Regions from separate parts of the Mus musculus genome. Here all the other regions are linked to region 2. A link is a contact called in public HiChIP or PLAC-seq data. All regions are on one chromosome and are shown on one strand. Each heading gives the region's core, a stretch centred on a gene start, on an enhancer-like site or on the middle of the called end of the contact. The rest is flanking DNA. Distances are from core to core; before and after follow the strand shown. Region 1 overlaps Nfia (nuclear factor I/A). Region 2 holds the start of Nfia (nuclear factor I/A). Region 3 overlaps Nfia (nuclear factor I/A).

Region 1 (3,398 bases), core at 741-3,240, 170 kb after region 2:
CCTCCCAGTACCAGACCATCTACCCAAAGCAACCATGGCATCCTCCAGGATAGGACCAGTTGTATTCCGTAGCCCAGAACACTATATGTTTTTGTCTTCTAATTTCATTTCTCTCTCAGTGGTACCGTAGTCCCTGTGTGTTCACGCACTGTAGTATCTGCTGCAGAAAAGAAAGAACATAGAAATAGGCAGAGTTGATACCATTTGAAAAGTGGCTCCACACAGTGAACACTTAGAGATTGGTCACTCCCATAACCAGCAAGGCACGTTATGTCACAGACAAACCTCCATAGTCGTGAGAGTCACCTGTTAGGAGGAAGGAAAGGGGGCGAAGGCCTTCCCAACCCCACACAGCCACAAGAGAAACCAGGAAGGGCTGGAATCCATATTTCCTTGTACAAAACTCTCTGCCAAAACTGCCATTTCTATGAAAGAGAAATGAATGAACCAATCAATCAGATCGATGAATACTCTCCATTTTCTACCACCCATGAAATTGTTGTTGTTAGACACAGTCTGGTTTTTTTTAAACATTATTTTAATAGTTTACACCATTTGCATCAATGCCAATTTTGCGGTGAACACCCAGCTTTTCACCTGTGTTAACTTTGCCTAACACTCTCTTTGTTTTATTAGAAATGGTCACCTCAGTCAGCCCTTGCTACTAACAGTCAGGATCCAGACCCCTGTAACTAAGGTTACCAAGGTACATTTAGTTGCACTGAGGCCACTGTCAGTAAGGAAGTACACACAGCTGTGACAGTGTGCAGTCGATTCTTTTCCTTAAGCAGCAGGAGATGGGATCCCATTGGGAGATGTTACAGAATCCCCTGCACTGTTATTGCCCTGACTGACTCAGCTCATTTGCGGGTCAGTGCCTTACCTGTCCTCATTGTCTGCCCCACAGTATAGAAAGTGGAAGCTGCATAGTAGGTGCTGAATTCATGAATGGGTGGATTGAGTGACCAGGCCCAAAGACAAAAGACACGGGGCCAGTGTCATTTCAGGAAAAATGGTACACTCACATTCCTCCTTCAGCTGAGAGCAGTGGCGTGAACATGGCTACTCTGAAGAATCTTTGGCTTGCCCATCTCCCTGGTCCCATCTCTCAGCAGTATGGGAACTCCTGCATCTAGGGAGATGGAACCTTCGTGCTTACCCTGTCTGCATAACCAGCCGCTCTCTCATTAAGTGCCTATGCTTTTCAGACAAACTGTTGCTCCTCCCTTCTCCCTCACAGCTTGTCATAGACTTATTTTCTGATCTGGATGTGTCAGGGCCACAGTGACTTGAGATTAGTTGTCTCATCCCTGCCCGCCATGCTTTCTGCTTGACTGAATTCATTACTCCTTAGCTCTCCTTTCCCCATTCTTCCTTGATAGGAGAGAAAAATGCCACAGTCACCCTCCATCCTTGGTCTCCCCAAATTCCTAGGGATCCCCACCCTGGGGGCAGGACCCTCCTCTTCAAACCTTAACTGGACTTTTAGACAGTTGTCATTATCTTTGTCTAAAGGTCATAGCTAAATTGAATAAGAGGAAAGCTGTGTTTTCCAGCCGATGCACAAAGGCAGTATTGACTTCCCTAATCCAGTTTGCTGAGGGGTGAGAGAATTAAATTAGATATCTAAGCACAGAAATTGAGAGCCTTTGAAAACAAAGATAAGGAGACAAGACTGTATTTTCCCTCTTCCTGGGAGCTCTGTGCTCAAGATTTTGCAGGTGTGCCATCTGATCCATGGCTCGCATCGATCAAAACTGTGCCAATGCATATTTAATCAGCGAGGGGACCTGGGTGCATTATAGCCATCATCCCTATATTGAATGGACTGTCAGACTTTTCTGTATGCTCCACCCCTACTCTCCACCCCCACTCGCCTCTCCCCCTGCCCCTCCCCTCCCTTGTTTGGGAAGCCTGTGCATTTTCTGAGCGGCTAAAAAGTTTCTTTGTTTTTAGCTGCTGATGCATACATTGCCACTGACGGGAATACAAACAAGTGGAGCCCTGACGTGTTTATTTTGTCTACCAGGACAAGCTAGCTACACCAGGCCGGTCCCTGCACAAAGGGTTCCAAAGCTTGAAAACCAGAGGGGAAAAAAAGAAAAAGCAAAGGAAAATACTGTTTACCTCTTCCTCTGTCGTTGTCCTAAAGAATAGCTGGTCATGTTAGAAGTAGAAGGAAAAGGATTCCATTACAAGTCACAGAAGTGTAGAAGAGATATTTATCTGCAATTATTTTGTTCAACAGCTCCCTGGGTTTGATATTTAGACTCAGGACTACAACACATCTTTCCTCAGTTCTCTTAGGAGTTCCGGTTCACCTTCATGTCAGAAATCTGGTTCACCTTCAAGGGAATCCATTGAAAGTTTCTGCTTTTGTTTTTTCTTAAAAGATGGACAAATAGTTACAGCTGTTTTTTTTTTATTATTATTATTGTTGTTTTGTTCTGTTGTGTTTAAGTTTACCAGGGTTTGTGGTGGTCTCTGTTGGTGGGCCTTCTTAAAGTGCAGAGATCTAGGGGGTTTGCCATTGATATCCCAAGGGATGATGGGCACCATTGGCCTTCACACAGCCTGAGCCTCCCTCTGACAGAAGTAACACCAGGTCTCCTCAGAAGAAGAGGCATAGGCAGCTGTGAGAGCTTGAGCTGATGCAGCTCAGCAGCATAGACTAGCGAAGAGGACTTGACTTTTGAGGTAGCTTCTTGCTGGTGAGGTAATGAAGATTTCTATCCCTTGGATCAGTTTGTACCTTCCCCTTAGCACCCTCCCCCCAGGCTCATGGGAAATCGTTTGCATACATTTTGTATCAAAGACTTCTACAGATACTACAGAGACAACTTCCAGGCTCGGACAAAGCATTGCCTGATAAACACATTTTACACACAAGTGTCTGGAATAAAAAACAGCAAGATGAGGCAGACACTTCCATCACTGAAGATACACCCCTCCCCCAAGGTGGGAATTAGAACACTTTCTGCAGAACCGTGCTTTCATACTGTTACACCAGAACCATGTCACATGTAGGTTGGAGTTAACGTTTTAAAGTGAAAAACTTGCCTGATGAGAAGACCTAGGTGGCAGAAACGCGCTGTTACTTGTGATCGATAAACTTCAAAGTGGGGAGTTTGTTATAATCTTTGCAACAGTCCCGTTAGGTTAAATGATTAGTAGCGTTCCCATTTTATAGATGAAGAAACTGAGATACAGGAAGTTAAGTTAGATCACTGAGTTTGTTTTTAAGATGCTGCTCTTAAAAAAAAAAATCATTTAATAGTCTCTTCAACATGAAATACAAGTAGAAGAACTTTGTGTTGCTCCTAAACTTGACCAGCACACCCTCAGCAGAGGGTGCCCTAGTCCTTACGTGAATCAGAAATGGTTTGTATGAATAAGAA
Region 2 (3,746 bases), core at 387-2,886:
GAGCATTAGCCCTAAACGGACTAGAGAACAAACAAACTTTAGACTGCCGGCTGTCTCAGCAGAACATTATATTTGGCCTTTTCTAGTAGCAGGCTTACCCACCTAGAAAAAAAAATCTGAATGAAAGTGATCATACCCCCTCACTTTCTTCTGTCGGGTGGGCATGCCTGCAGACTCTAGTCCTGTCATCTCCACCAGGGAGCGGATTCCCAGTCTGTGTGCCAGCGTCGGAATCTGGGGAGTTTTAAAGAAGGGTAGGTAAATACAGAAGGCTGCAAAACTTCAGGAGGGAGAGGAGGAGGAGAAAATGAGAGTTTGGAGGAGACAGGTATACTTTTTCCCCCTCTAGAAGAAAAGAGAGTCTAGAGAGAAAGTGTTGAGTTTTTTTTTTTTTAAGGAAGAAAGAAAGAAAGAAAGAAAGAAAGAGAGAAAGAAAGAGAGAAAGAAAGAAAGAAAAGAAAGAGGGAAGGAAGGAGGGAAGGACAGAAGAAAAAGAAAGCTGGAAGAGCAGGCTTGTTGGCAATGTGCCAAACCCTAAAACCACCCCCCCCCCTTCTGCCAAAACAATACTTTAGCAAACCTAAAATAATTGCAGGAAGCTCTTTTCCATCTTGAGAACTATTACCTGGGGAAGGGAAAAGTTGGGATCCACAAAGACGCACCCTTGAAGAGTGTGTCTGGGGAACAGGGACTCAGATGTTAGTCCTGGGCTCCCATTTGGGGATACAAACATATCTCTTTCCTAAGGGGGCAACCCTTTCACAGTTTTCCTTCTCAGTATACAGAAAAATGTCCCAGCTAAACCACTGTTGTTTCTGACGTGACAGAACTTTTTTGGGCGTTTGTGTTTAAACCCACCAGCTCCTGGGTTCTGGGAGAGAAGAGCGTTCGCTCATGACTCTCCTCCTTGCTTTCTCCAGACACCTCCTCCCCCGCAATCTGGGGAATCTTTGGGGTGATCTTCCTATCCCCCCCACCCCCAGATTCTGACTGCTATAGAGTCGTAGCTGAAAAGTTAGCAGGCTTTTGTGCATATTACCTCTCCCGACGATACTATTCCCATAGAAAGCTTCGCAGGAGAGATTACAATGCTTTTGAGCTTTACCGCATTTCAGAGGAAGGGAGGAAAAGTTACCTAGAAGGTCTGATTTTTTACAAGAAATTTGCATACATGCAAATGTAACGCGCGCCCTTCTCTGGGGTTCCTAGGGAGCCCAACCCGCGGCCCACGGGGGTGCGGGGCGCCCCGACAAAGTTGCCCCAATCCTCTCCCGACGTCCGCGGAGGGCTGCGGCGCGGGTGGGGGGATGGGGAGGAGGAAAAGTAGTTTTGTTTGCTTAAGCACATCCTGTGGCAGCCTATAGCCGCCCGGAGGACACGCTGAAAAAACCGCTCCGCGCCGCGTTCCCGGGGACCGCGCCGAGCGGGGCGGGGGGCGGGGGGCCGCGGGAGGCAGCGAGCGCGGAGCGAGCGGCGGGCGGGCGGGCGGCCCTGCAGGCTGGGGACCGGTGTCAGCGCCGCAGCCGCCCCTCCCCCACCCGGCTCCCCCCCACCCCGCCCCCCCACCCCCACCCCACCCCACCCCCACACCCCCGCGGCGGCGGCGCGAGCGGGCGGCGGCCGTGCGGTGCGGTGCAGAACGCGGCGCAGGCGGGCGCGCGGGCAGCTCGCGGGCACCCGGCCGGCCGGCGCGGGAGCGGGAAAGGGTGCGCTATGCCTTTAACGCCCGCGTACAGTAGACAGTATAGTGGAGTGTAGGGAAACTCTAGGCGGGGTTAAAGTTCAGCGCGTGGAGCGGCAAGAGCGCTGGCTGCTGCAGTTGAGCCGAGTTGGAAATGTGAACGCAAGAAGCAGGCTTGATTTTTTATTCCTCCCCCCCTCCTAGCTCTCTCCTCCTCTCTCTCCCTCTCGCACCCACACTCACGCACACCTCCAGCCCGCACACAGACGTGCACGCACCCCCCGCCGCCCGGCAGTTATGTATTCTCCGCTCTGTCTCACCCAGGTAAGCAGCTGCGGGGGCGCGGGGCGGCCGTGTGCCTCGGCGGGAGCCGTGTCTGCGCGTGTTTCTGTGTGTGCGCGCGCGTGTGCGGGGGGGGGGGCTGCAGCTTTAAGAAAGTAACTTTGTTTCCATGCGGGTGCATTCCTCCTGCTCGGCCATTTGTGTGGGCACATGGCTAATGGCGCCCTCTTATTAATGCGTTAATTAATATCGGGGCGCCGGACTGCGGAGCTCCGCCGGGGCTTGCGGGCGCCCCGCACGTGTGTCCGCGGCTGCAGCCCCTGACACGCTGCAATCTGGACTCTGGCGGCTGCGGCGCGGAGCGCGGTGCCCGCGATTCCTCCGCTCCAGGGAGGGGCGGCTGAGCCCCGCAAGCCCCGCACGCCGGCTGCACCCGGGGCGCCCTGGCTGCCGGGGTCCTCCCGCGCCGCCGCGCCCCCCGCCGACGCCCCGAACTCTTACTTTTGTTTTGTGCCAGCTTTGCGGGCCGGCCCGGGCAGCGCCCCTCGGACGCGGCGGGCGGGCAGTGCTAGCCTTAGTCCGTGGGCTGCGGAGACGCACTCCCCGCGCCGGCCCGGGACCTTGCTGTCCTTGCCTCCTGCCCGCGACCCCCAGGCGAAAGTTTCGGGGTCTGGCGAGCCCACGCCGCGGAGGCCACAGAGCCGCCAAGGCCGCGGGTCGGGCCGGGCTGGGCCGCTGCGGGCGGAGTGGGACTCCGGCTCGAGGGCGAGCGGCGGCCAGGGCCCGAGTCGGCTGCCCCGCCGCCGCCGCCGCCTAGGCAAGCCCCGGGCGGCTCAGCCAGCAGGACCCGGCAACTTTCCCTGCAGCCCCACTCGCGGCGTGGGGCCTGGTGCCCCTCCGCCTGCCCCTCCTGCCCGAGCCTCCCAGCCCATCCCTCCCGGTCGAGTCTGCACCAGCAGCAAGGAAACACTGCTATTTTGCGGCTCCGGATCTGGTCCCGTTTGAATATATTATTTATTTTCTCTGACTAAAAGGCATAAAGTCAGAGTGATTTGCGCTAATTTTTCTCTTTAAGTACGAGTCTTTATATGGCTTTAAAACATTGCACCCTGGCCAGTAATCACCTACATGAAGTTATATGCTTCCAGCACAAGGTTTCTTCACGACTCCCTCAAAACCCTGCTACCACTGTGCCTTCAATGAGTTGGAGCTAACGGTTTACCGGGAATACTTTGGAAGGCTGGACGTATCAGTAGCTTTTCCTCTCCGCTGTAGAGTCTGGATTTATTTCCCATATGACTTCCTTTCTTACTGCAGTATCTAACAGTAATAACACTGGCTATTTGATCTCAGAAGACTCTTAAATGCATCTTTTATGTGGAGATGGTCTGTTTGGGATTTAGGCCTCACATTAATAATGGATTGCAGTTGTTTTAGTTATTGTAAAAGTACCCCCCCCCCCCCGCAACTTCCAAAGTTACTATTTTAGTAACTTGTGGAAGTATGGAGTGAAAACTTCTCCAACTACTTCTGGCAGGGTTCACAATTGCATATGGATAAGATGCAAAGTGTAAGATAATTTGAATGAATTATAGTCTGCAGTGAAAGTGCTGAGATTCGAAGGCTGAAATTCTAGCTGGCAAAAGTTTGCAACACATAGAACTTGTAGATAAGACCAGCCTGCTGCAATGTCGAGAAAGACCCTCATGGACACAGCCTTGTCTTCCGAGCGAGATTTGAAAAGATAAAAGTTCTGGTCTGGGGTTGTGTATTTCAGGAGCAT
Region 3 (3,712 bases), core at 870-3,369, 250 kb after region 2:
TGAGGAATGGGAAGAGAGGAAGAAGGAAGTCTTTGGACCCATCCAGTCCTGTGTCTCTGGGATGTCAGCTTCTCATGGGCCTGTGTGCTCGACCCCTGTTTTCCTGTAGACGATTACAATAATTCATCCAGCTCATCCGTCCACCGGCTTCAGTTACATCATAAACTCATCAATTAATCAAAGACATGGCACCCATTTGGAGATGATGGGTGAAGTGCATCCTAGGAGATTCCGGGAAGTGCTCCCATGCACATAGTAAATCAGAGACCAGTCCTGATAGATTCCTGAACAGCAGTCCAAGTACTCCAATAGAGAGGGTTCCCTCTAGCCCTGATCACAATGTATGTCTCTCAAATGAGAGGCAGAAAATCAAACATACGAGAATCCCCTCATTTTACAGCATCTCTTAGAGGGGAAAGATTAACCTGGATTGGAGATGATGTTGTACATTAAAAAGCAGTTTCTTGCTGTGACTTCTCAGAGCCAAGGATTACTGATTCCCCCTCCCCCCCCCACCTCTCTTATCAACTAAAAACCTGTCTGGCGCTTTTGGATTTTTGAGTGTAGGGCTACTATGATTCTTGGTTCTCTGATTTCTTTGGTGTGATGACCTGCTTATGGTCCAGTGCCTTGCATCTCTGTGGAGAGTGGGTGCCACCAACCACTATGATGCTCAGACTCACTGAAACCATGCTGCCAACCATGTTTCGGTGTGGGCCTGTGTCTTCCTGTGCTTTTATTTTTAATAATTCCAATTTCTTGGCATCTCCTTTTGTGCATGTAATGAAGGATGGATTAAAGTTCCTACTGGCATAGGTAGAAAATTCATTGAACACATTGGAACTTGTAAGAGCATCAGCTCCTTATCTGAGTGTCCTATGTGGTGCCCAGCACTTTTGTCATGTTAGCAAGCCTACGCTAGGAGTTGCTCAGCTATCACCAGCTTCCAGCACTAATGACTTCCCAATACCAGAGTTAACTTGGACTTGATGCCTGTCAGAGTACATCGTCTGCTCTTCAGTCACGAAATGAAAAGCGTGAAAGAGCATTAGTGAACATGCCTTGCTTGCCTTCAGCACACCTGAGGCTCTGACATAAGCCACACTGTGTGTTCTCATGCCCAACTTGGTGCCACAATATGTGTAGGATCAAAAGAAGTAAAGAAAGTTGAACGTGTTTCAAGTCCAGTTATGATTTGATATCTGTCATTTTGTGGTGGCGACACCTGCTTCTAATTTGAAAAGTACTTTCTATCCGTGTGTGTGTGTGTGTGTGTGTGTTTTCTTCAGAAATTTTATCCTCAAGATACTTAAGTAGTAGTTTTTCTCCTTTGGTGTTGTGCTTGCATTTGTGAGTTTATCGATCAGCACTGAAGGCTTAAGACGCATTTAGTTAAAAGGGAAAACCTTTCATAACACAGATCTATTAAATTTAGTTTACATCAGTTTTTGTCCTGGCCACACATTAGGAGTTTGCAGAGAAATTGTTTGTTACAGGTCACTACTGTTTGAGTTACATGATGGTTGTCTTGAGTTGACTAACAACAGAGTTGGAGATAAATTTGAACAGAGCAGGAACTACTTAAACCCAACACTCATATTTAGCTGTTTTTCACCATCAAGAGCAAGTGAGAAACCATTTTCATGTGCCTCTGAGTGGAAGAAATGATGGAGGCGGCTGGCTTGTCTTCTTTGACACATGTAGTAGTCACTTTGTTGGGGGATAGCCACTTGTAGTGCCCAGTGTCATTTGCTTTGTTGTTTTTTTAGCCTGCATGAAGACCTTTTCCTCACAAGTGCTGGATAAAGTTCATCCCATGAGTAGAAAAAGCTGTGAACGTTGGTGCACAGCTAGCAACCCATTCTGATTGGCCTGTGGGGAGTTGTCTGCTTAAAATTGGATCCTTGTGTTGAGTTTCCAAAAAAGGTGTGAATGTGAAAAACAAGTGCTAAATCATGACTCCAGAGAAAATGTCGGCCATGAGCAGTTTTTAGTTTAAGCAGAAACCAAACTTTAAAATTCGGATAAATAAGACAAGTTGGGGGAGAGGGTGAGTCACTTGCTCCCAAATCAAAGCTTCATGGAGAAGCAAGTTTCACTGAACTTGAATGCGACACTCAACAGAGACATTGATTGAATGGAACTGACTCATTTTCTTAATTGATATGCAAAGCTCTGCCAAGCATTTACCCTTAGTGTCAGATAAGTAATTTTTAATAAAATATTTCCAAGACATGAAGACAGTTAAGAAAACAGCACGGTTTTTAATAACTGCACTCGTAAGTAAACGGATCTATCATTATGTTGTCACAAAGAATGACAGAGAGCAGAAACATGCTGCTGATCCCTCACAGATAAGTGTGTAATGTAATTAGACAGACACCCTTCCTCTGTCGAATGCAGCATTAATCATTAGAAATGCAACTCGCTCTGTTTGATATGTCACTGTTGTTAGAAAGGAAAAGCAAGCCAGGGAGATGTGTGCTGCAGTGACTCATGTATTTGTCTGATGGGTATCAGAATTCCTCTTGATTGTTGAATGTATGAATACTGCCAATAATTCTGTGGCATTTTTGCATGTGTGAAGGTGTGTTTGATATACAGTGCTTTGTTTTGTTTGGAAAATATCAGTGTCGTAAGTATTCTTGAACTCAAAATATTTTTAAGCTTTGAAATGGTCTTTGGGCTCATCCAAAATGATGGCACAATGTATAGTCAGATTTTCCTTAAAGGGGTGGGCTAGAAGTTGTCTGCATTCAATAATGGTCTAAGAGAGAAACTTTCTGTGAAAAACTCTGTGTCCAAATGACGAAATGCATTGCCTTTTTCCAACATTCATAAACACCGACTTTTAAAAAAAATCCATTTTCTTTTACCATAGAGCTCCGTCTTGAACTGTGAATTGCTGAATAGTTATAACGGGTTATCAGCACAATTTACTGCACAAGTCTATCTTCTGACTCGCTCAGTGACTCAAAGGCCTTTCAGAATACAGATGAGGGTTATTGAAGTATGGCAGGCAGATTTCACTAAGTAACAGGTGGAGGTCAACATACTTTATTTGTGGGGATGAGCAAGAACAGAGATGAAGCATCAAATGCTTCGCCATAATAAGGTTTAGCAAGAAAACGCTGACTGTACCAAGCTGAGATTCTCGCTGACAGAACCTTTTCTTGTGTTTATTACTTGATTTCACAGTTCAAGCAATTTGGAGAGGCCTAAAATTATATTCCCTTTCCCTTATGAAATGTTTGAATCAGCTTCAAATTTTTCACTTCAAATAAAGTGATAGGTGCTTTCCATGTGTCCAAGAGATGTTAAGGTAAATAGAGCCCTCCTGCTGCCATTACTCCATGCATTCTTCAGATTACATTTTACCAGTGGAACTCTCAAATCGCAAGTATTTGATCATGGTTTAAGTGGCAGGTAGAGGCATGTTTGAATAAACACTAAAGTTCGCATCACTGGGGCTAGGGCTATTTGCTCAGATAAAGCATCAGTAAGGATTTTGATGAAGCATGAGCATTGTGTTGCCTGTGGCTTCATGGGGGTGAGAAGAAAAAGCCTTTGGGCTTGCCACCCTTTCAGATTTGTGCACAGGCTTTGCTTTTAGAAAGTGCACATGACCTTCACGTATACCACAATAGCATCCAGAGAAGCAAAGTTGCCACTGCTGTCTGAGAGGATGAGCAGGCAAGAAGTTAGTTGCCAC

The links. HiChIP or PLAC-seq counts read pairs in DNA pulled down with a chosen protein or histone mark.
Region 1: a contact with region 2 is called in an H3K4me3 HiChIP or PLAC-seq map of forebrain, with 3 times the contacts expected there. The contact joins the enhancer-like site here to the promoter of Nfia in region 2. A contact is called at or near these places in 2 of 39 promoter capture datasets (hippocampal neurons and liver), 5 of 484 Hi-C or Micro-C datasets (cerebellar granule neurons, cerebellum, embryonic fibroblasts and 1 more), 12 of 115 datasets of contacts at active chromatin or transcription factors (bone marrow-derived macrophages, cardiomyocytes, craniofacial prominence and 9 more) and 2 of 9 other capture datasets (adipose tissue and pancreatic islet).
Region 3: an H3K4me3 HiChIP or PLAC-seq map of embryonic basal ganglia shows a contact between it and region 2, with 4 times the contacts expected there. The contact joins the enhancer-like site here to the promoter of Nfia in region 2. A contact is called at or near these places in 2 of 39 promoter capture datasets (the C10 cell line and liver), 1 of 15 datasets of contacts at CTCF or cohesin (the NIH/3T3 cell line), 2 of 484 Hi-C or Micro-C datasets (granulocyte-monocyte progenitors and group 2 innate lymphoid cells), 14 of 115 datasets of contacts at active chromatin or transcription factors (acute myeloid leukemia, bone marrow-derived macrophages, cardiomyocytes and 11 more) and 2 of 9 other capture datasets (adipose tissue and liver).

The regions. Positions count from the first base shown.
Region 1 is chr4:97,946,536-97,949,933 of GRCm38.p6, forward strand. All of the region lies in intron 2 of Nfia (nuclear factor I/A), which reads left to right. Gm40208 (a long non-coding RNA gene) reads left to right here. Exons shown (of 2, transcript XR_867944.3): 2 at 1-2,084. Among named protein-coding and RNA genes, the nearest start is that of Gm40208, 10 kb to the left of the region's middle. Within about 2 kb of position 1,991, at least 26 of the 459 cell types and tissues checked have an H3K27ac peak or open chromatin away from gene starts, as enhancers often do. A contact at or near this core is called in cerebellum, forebrain and stem cell-derived neural progenitor cells, where this site is marked.
Region 2 is chr4:97,775,990-97,779,735 of GRCm38.p6, forward strand. It overlaps Nfia (nuclear factor I/A), which reads left to right and starts at 1,637. Exons shown (of 11, transcript NM_010905.3): 1 at 1,637-2,005. The coding sequence starts at 1,979. It overlaps Gm38709 (a long non-coding RNA gene), which reads right to left and starts at 1,434. Exons shown (of 5, transcript XR_003955232.1): 1 at 1,040-1,434; 2 at 137-234.
Region 3 is chr4:98,030,167-98,033,878 of GRCm38.p6, forward strand. All of the region lies in intron 6 of Nfia (nuclear factor I/A), which reads left to right. Among named protein-coding and RNA genes, the nearest start is that of Gm34218, 8.9 kb to the left of the region's middle. Within about 2 kb of position 2,120, at least 7 of the 459 cell types and tissues checked have an H3K27ac peak or open chromatin away from gene starts, as enhancers often do. A contact at or near this core is called in embryonic basal ganglia, where this site is marked.